Regions from separate parts of the Rattus norvegicus genome. Here region 1 is linked to region 2. The links are chromatin contacts, called in public HiChIP or PLAC-seq maps. All regions are on one chromosome and are shown on one strand. The core of a region is the stretch at or near the end of the contact, and the rest is flanking DNA. Distances in the headings are between cores, read along the strand shown. Region 1 overlaps LOC108353137 (a long non-coding RNA gene). Region 2 has its middle 140 kb from the start of Nebl.

Region 1 (2,700 bases), core at 178-2,677, 420 kb before region 2:
CTTTAATGGGATTCATCTTTAAATCTCAGAAACTTAAAATGCTGAACGTCTTAGGGATCATGTGCTAGGCTGAGCCGACTGAGTGCGGACGGGGAGACAAAGCAGTAATAAGAAGTAGGCATATTCTTGTACTTTCGTAAATTACAGCACAGGGAAATGTAATCAGACATGAAAATAGGGCAAATTTATTACAAATAACGGGCCAGGAAGGGTTGCTCCATGATATAGCTCCTCGATCATTTTGAGGGGTGGGCTTTAATAAGAATCCTCCGTTGCATGGGAACTGGGAATCCTAAGAATTTTTGCATCAAGAAGGGACTAAAATTAATTATTAGAAGCTCAGTAATCACCAAATAAACTCGGAGCTTTGAGGTTAAAAAACAGACGACTATCTTCATGTTCAATTATACAGTATCAATTACTAATACAACCGATGTTTCAGCGTCTTGGCGCTACCAGATACCGTCTTCTATGGAGATACCTTGGTATTAATTAATGACTTCTTTATTCTCATTATTCACAAGGAAAAATAGGGGTCGTGTCACATTAAAATTAAGATTATCTTAGTTTATCTGGGCTCTTAAACAAAGATCATTCAAACTAATTATATTTCGAATTAACAGAGGTAAGGCAATTTATCGCTTAACTTTTTTTTTTGTTCAAAGACAGGAAAATAAAGATCAGAAATAAGCAGAGTTTCATTTTAAAGGCAGAAAGAAGCAAACATGTCCTGACTTTTGCAGTATTTCCCTTGCTAAAGGGGGAATGAAGGAACTGTAAAAGACGTGACTTTGCAAAGTCAAGTCCTTTTTAAAAGACTTGGATCGAAATTCTTGCTATGCAACAAGGATTCAAGTTTGATTAATTTTCTGCAAGCGACGTGACAGCGGTGTTTTAAAAGATTAATTAAAATTGAAGTGATACGGAGTAGGAATCCAACCTGCAGAGGCGTCCCTGGCGCCTTGGGGGAGCGGGGGGGAGGCTTTGCAAACCAGTCCCAAGCCCGAACTACCGGCTTTCCCGAGCCTGGGACGCAATTCCCCGTCTCCTGGAGAGGAACGCGGAATTTGGCAGGGCGCCCGTCTGGCCGCCTGGCATACCGAGCTGGCCGCCAGCTCTCGGGGGTGGGGATGGGGTGTGTCCCCCGGAACCCGCTGCGGAGAGAAGTGCTAGCGCGCCTTTAGACCAGCCAGTGAGGACCTGGGTCAAGCCAAGAGGCGGGAGGGGGCTCCCGTAAGCCTGGAGCTGACAGCCACAGGCCGAGCTGCTACTCCAGCGGCTGCACCTACTTGGTGACACCCTGCTGGTGCGGAACCCTCCCCCAACCCGGCCGAGCGCAAATGAGCTGGAGTGCAAAGAGTGAGGATGGCAGTCTGCGGAGATTCGTGCACAGGGCCGAGGCTGGGGAGAGCTCTGCCACGCTACGGCTGCTGGGCCCAGGTTCTGGGCCTGGATGAGTGGTGCTGCCTGGTCACCTCGGACTCGGGACCTGTAGTAGCCCTTCACTGTGCAGTTGCCCTCCCCTCCCCCGCAGTTTCCCGCTCTAGCTCCCCTCCCCCACCCTACATCCTGCTCCCCTCGCTTTACTCCGCGACGCCTTCAGCCGAGTAAGAAATTAAGCCGAACACAATTGTAACTGTACTCAGGGAGACACAATCGCCCAAGCCCTTGGGGTCACGCGCGGCAGAGGGGCGACGCGGGTGGCGCCGCCGAGGGTGGGGTGGAGAGAGCGTTCGTTTGCAATCAGACTCCTGGGCGCGACATACAATGTCCCATTCTCCCCTCTGGGGCTCTGGGGTCCTCAGGAAGAGGGGTTGCGACGGGACTTGCTGCCGCGACCGTGCGCCCGAGGTCCGAGTATGCCCTCGGTGACCTGCGGCGGGCGCTGTGGGTTCAGGCCCAAACGAGTCCCAGGGGCTTCTCCGCGCCTGGAAGTAGACGTGGTCTCTCTAGCCCCTGGCGTCAGTCTTTACCCTTCCTCTTCCTGGAGACCCGGGAGGCGGCGACGTGGAAAGAGAGGCGGGAAAGCCCACACGGAGCTGCCCAAGTCAAGGGGCGGTGGGGCTAAGGGGACTCTAAGGGCGAGAACTGCGGGTCGGAAGCCCGGCGACAATCCCTTCCCCTCCACGTGCAGCGAGGGCACCTCCTCCCCGGGGAACCCACCCAGCCGCTCCCAACCTGGAGAACAAAGGGTCTGGGAAGCACGGTCGGGGTCGGAGAGCGGAGGTGGAGGGACGCAGGAAGGCGGTGGGGGCAGGGGAGGGCTTCTGCTTGCACTTCCTCTCTGGGCCGAAAGACGGAAGGCTGCACGCAGCTAGCGCCTTGTGGAGGCTGTTTCTCTATCCAGAAGGGCTCGGGATCCTTACCTAGCGGCCGCACTCGCGCCCTTCCTCCCCCTAGGGTCCCCACCCCCTCCGGGGACGAAGGCCTGGAGGCCGAGGAGCTCGCTGTGCCCCGGCGCGGGAGGAACCGCGAGGCAGCAGCGCCCCCTGCAGGTGCCAGGCGTCTCCGCAGTTGGGCGCTCCGGGACTCTTTAAGGTGGAACCCGCCTGATGCTCCATGACGCTCGTGGCTGTGGGTGGACGTGGGTCCTCCCTCACCCTCACGCTCAAGGGTCCCCCAAGCGAAACGTGCCTGACGGTCCAGAACCCCGGAATTTGTCCCTCGCTGACGCTATTTTCTGGACCCTTGGCCCCACCA
Region 2 (2,787 bases), core at 71-2,570:
TGATGGAAGAAAATGGGGTGGGATGGGTGGAGTCCTAACATCTCCTCAAAAGGTCTATCTCCCTGCCTGCCTCATGTGCTCTGATGGGCCTTCTGTTAGGGTCCCTTTTAGTATTCCTCCCAGGGGGACGAAGCCTTTACATGTAGACTTCGGAGAATACTCACAACATATTCAAACCACAGCTGGTCATAAGACAGTACTCTATTTTAATAAACATTTAAATAAAATTCAAAATTTTATTTAGATAGACATTTATTTCACGTGTGTGTGTGTATGTGCATGCACACATATACACATGTATGGGCATGTGTGCCGTGATAAACATATATGTGGAAACCAGAAACTACTTACAGGAGTTATCATGTAGGTCCGTTGGAACAGAGAATGTCAGGTTTAACAGTATCCACCTTTGTCAACTGAGTTAATATATCATTTCTCTAACATCGTGACAGTTGTTAGGGATTTAATTCATTAAAACATTTTATCATGTTTCTTAATGAATGACAGTTTGGAGCTAAATATAAAGAGTTTATTACAAAATTAAAACTTTAGAACAGCGCCTAGAAGCTTCATGTATTTATGGAAAAGTAAAATCCTATTATTTTAAACAACAGGTCTTTACACTTTTTCCGTATACTCTGAAGTGTCTATAAATGGAACAGATAGTTCTAATGTGTCTTTAAATAGTTTATAAATGAACACATTCTATCTAACTGAGAAACTATTAAGAGAACAATGCAAGAGAATCAGTGTAGGGGAATAATGATTTCATAGGTCAGAACTAAGATTTAAAATGCACTTGGCCTAGTGTGAACGCTCAGGAAGTCTTGTTCCATTGTTCTGTGTCCTGGGTGAGTAAATCAAAGCTATCAGATGCTGCTTTTTAAAAGGAAATCAGAGTCTCAAAATAAAATGCCTTTATTAACAGTTCTGTTTGCTTTGGCCTTTTCTGTTTCTGGGTGAGTCTCAGTGGGTGACACTTTGTATCTAGAATTCCTCTCAGTGGATGTATGTATCACTTCTAGGCTTTTCCACATCAAGTCAGGTCTCTTTCACTCACTAAATTTTGTTGTGTTCCTAAAGTTTTATATTAGTTTGTAATCAGTAGCATGTACAAAATTTTACCCACCATGCTTCGCTTCCATGTTTATAAGAAATAGAACGTTTGTTGATTTAGGAGGTGTGTTTAGAAAAAGTCTACTGATAGAATTTTTTTTTTTCAACAATCCAAACAGCCCTGCTCTGTGCCTGTTTTGTAACAGCATATGGGAAAGGAAATCTGATGCCTTAATAAGTCTCTACTCCTTATTAGATAACATGGAGAAAATAAGGGCCCTTTAAATGAGCTCTCTAAGCCTTCGAGAATGGATGGAAATGACTCAAATCATGATTGTGCCTTTCAACCACTTCCATTTTCCATGCAGCTTAATGGTGGTGTGGAAAGATTGATGGCCCTGAGTTGGTGGAACTATTAGTCTCAAAGGAGGGTGGATTGGGGACAAAGGGGTAGCAGGACAAAGAGAGGAGAGCCCGCCTATCAGCCAGGTAGAATGGAGGTGTGTGGCGGCCGCTTGTCACATGTGATTTTAGTTGAAGCCATCACCCCGCCTCTGTTAATGTTCCTAGCTAGTGCAATTTCTTTTCTGTGACTGTCCCAGGAATAATGTGCCAGTCGAGGGAAAATGTTACTGGGCAGGGTAATACACTATTACTAGCCCCATCTTCTCACGGCCTCTGGGCTTTTTCAGCTGTAGGATTACAGGCTAATGCTGACTGACATGTATGAAAGGGACATTTCTCACATGTATTAGATGCTCAGCAAATGCCACTGGACTTGCGTGAAGAGACTGGTGGCTGGTGGAACGCTTTTACATCAAGAATTATGACTTAGGGAGCTGGATGTCCAGCTTCATGGTAGAGCATGTGCTTTGCAAGCAAACCATCCTGGGAAAAGATACACGGAATCAAACAAACAAACAAACACCCAACCCCAACCACCATGAGTAAAGCTCTTGGTATGTTTTAGAAGTTTGTAGTTACATTTCAGAAATAAGCAATTTCCTACTCACTGCTCTGAAACAAATACTGTCTGAGCCAGTGCTAAGCGCTCAAGTCGCCTGGTAATCATGAACCTCCTGCTTTTGGATTAATTGATCTAGTTGTCACGAATCTGCCTTTCTCTTATTTATGCATTTATTGAGAAGCATTCATGTTGTATTCCGATTTCTTTGTATCTCTTTACTTCCTTTTAATCTGAGATTTTTTTTTCTTAAAACATTGTAGTTTACAGGAAACAGAAGACACTTTTATTCGCTGGTGTGTTACATGGAAATTTGTGATCAAGCTCATGACTGAAACACCGAACAACCCCTAAGGAATCTGATATTTCTCATAACTCAGGCATATGTTGTGGATCTCTTCCCACAGAGAGTTTTTCTTTTTTCTTTACACTCACCTCCAAGTGTATGGAGGACTATTTTCCCAGATTGTTGAGTAACAAACCAATCAGCTCACTAAAAATATGGCCCCGCCTCTTTTTTGGGCAGAGTCAATAACATGAGTTCCCACACCTCTCTGTCTGCTTCTTTCCTTCCTTCCTTTGCCCATCTCATTCTCAAGCATATGTTTTGTTTGTATGAACCATTTATTTTTCAAACTGTCTGTATTGTTTGTACAAAACCATTTAGGCTGTCTTTACATCTCTATGGTACCATTCAACGTAGCGCCCAAGGTCAGTAGCCTTTGTAGTAAACATCCAACTTTCCAGCACAGTGAGTGGGAAAACAA

What was found. HiChIP or PLAC-seq counts read pairs in DNA pulled down with a chosen protein or histone mark.
Region 1: a contact with region 2 is called in an H3K27ac HiChIP or PLAC-seq map of oligodendrocytes, with 5 times the contacts expected there. The contact joins two enhancer-like sites. A contact is called at or near these places in 5 of 12 Hi-C or Micro-C datasets (Schwann cells, frontal cortex, hepatocytes and 2 more) and 1 of 1 datasets of contacts at active chromatin or transcription factors (oligodendrocytes).

Annotation. Positions count from the first base shown.
Region 1 is chr17:85,693,713-85,696,412 of GRCr8, reverse strand. LOC108353137 (a long non-coding RNA gene) reads right to left here. Exons shown (of 3, transcript XR_010059276.1): 1 at 1-2,700. Among named protein-coding and RNA genes, the nearest start is that of Skida1, 20 kb to the left of the region's middle. Within about 2 kb of position 1,427, at least 68 of the 93 cell types and tissues checked have an H3K27ac peak or open chromatin away from gene starts, as enhancers often do.
Region 2 is chr17:85,278,489-85,281,275 of GRCr8, reverse strand. It overlaps a transcript of Nebl not described here. Among named protein-coding and RNA genes, the nearest start is that of Nebl, 140 kb to the right of the region's middle. Within about 2 kb of position 1,320, at least 2 of the 93 cell types and tissues checked have an H3K27ac peak or open chromatin away from gene starts, as enhancers often do.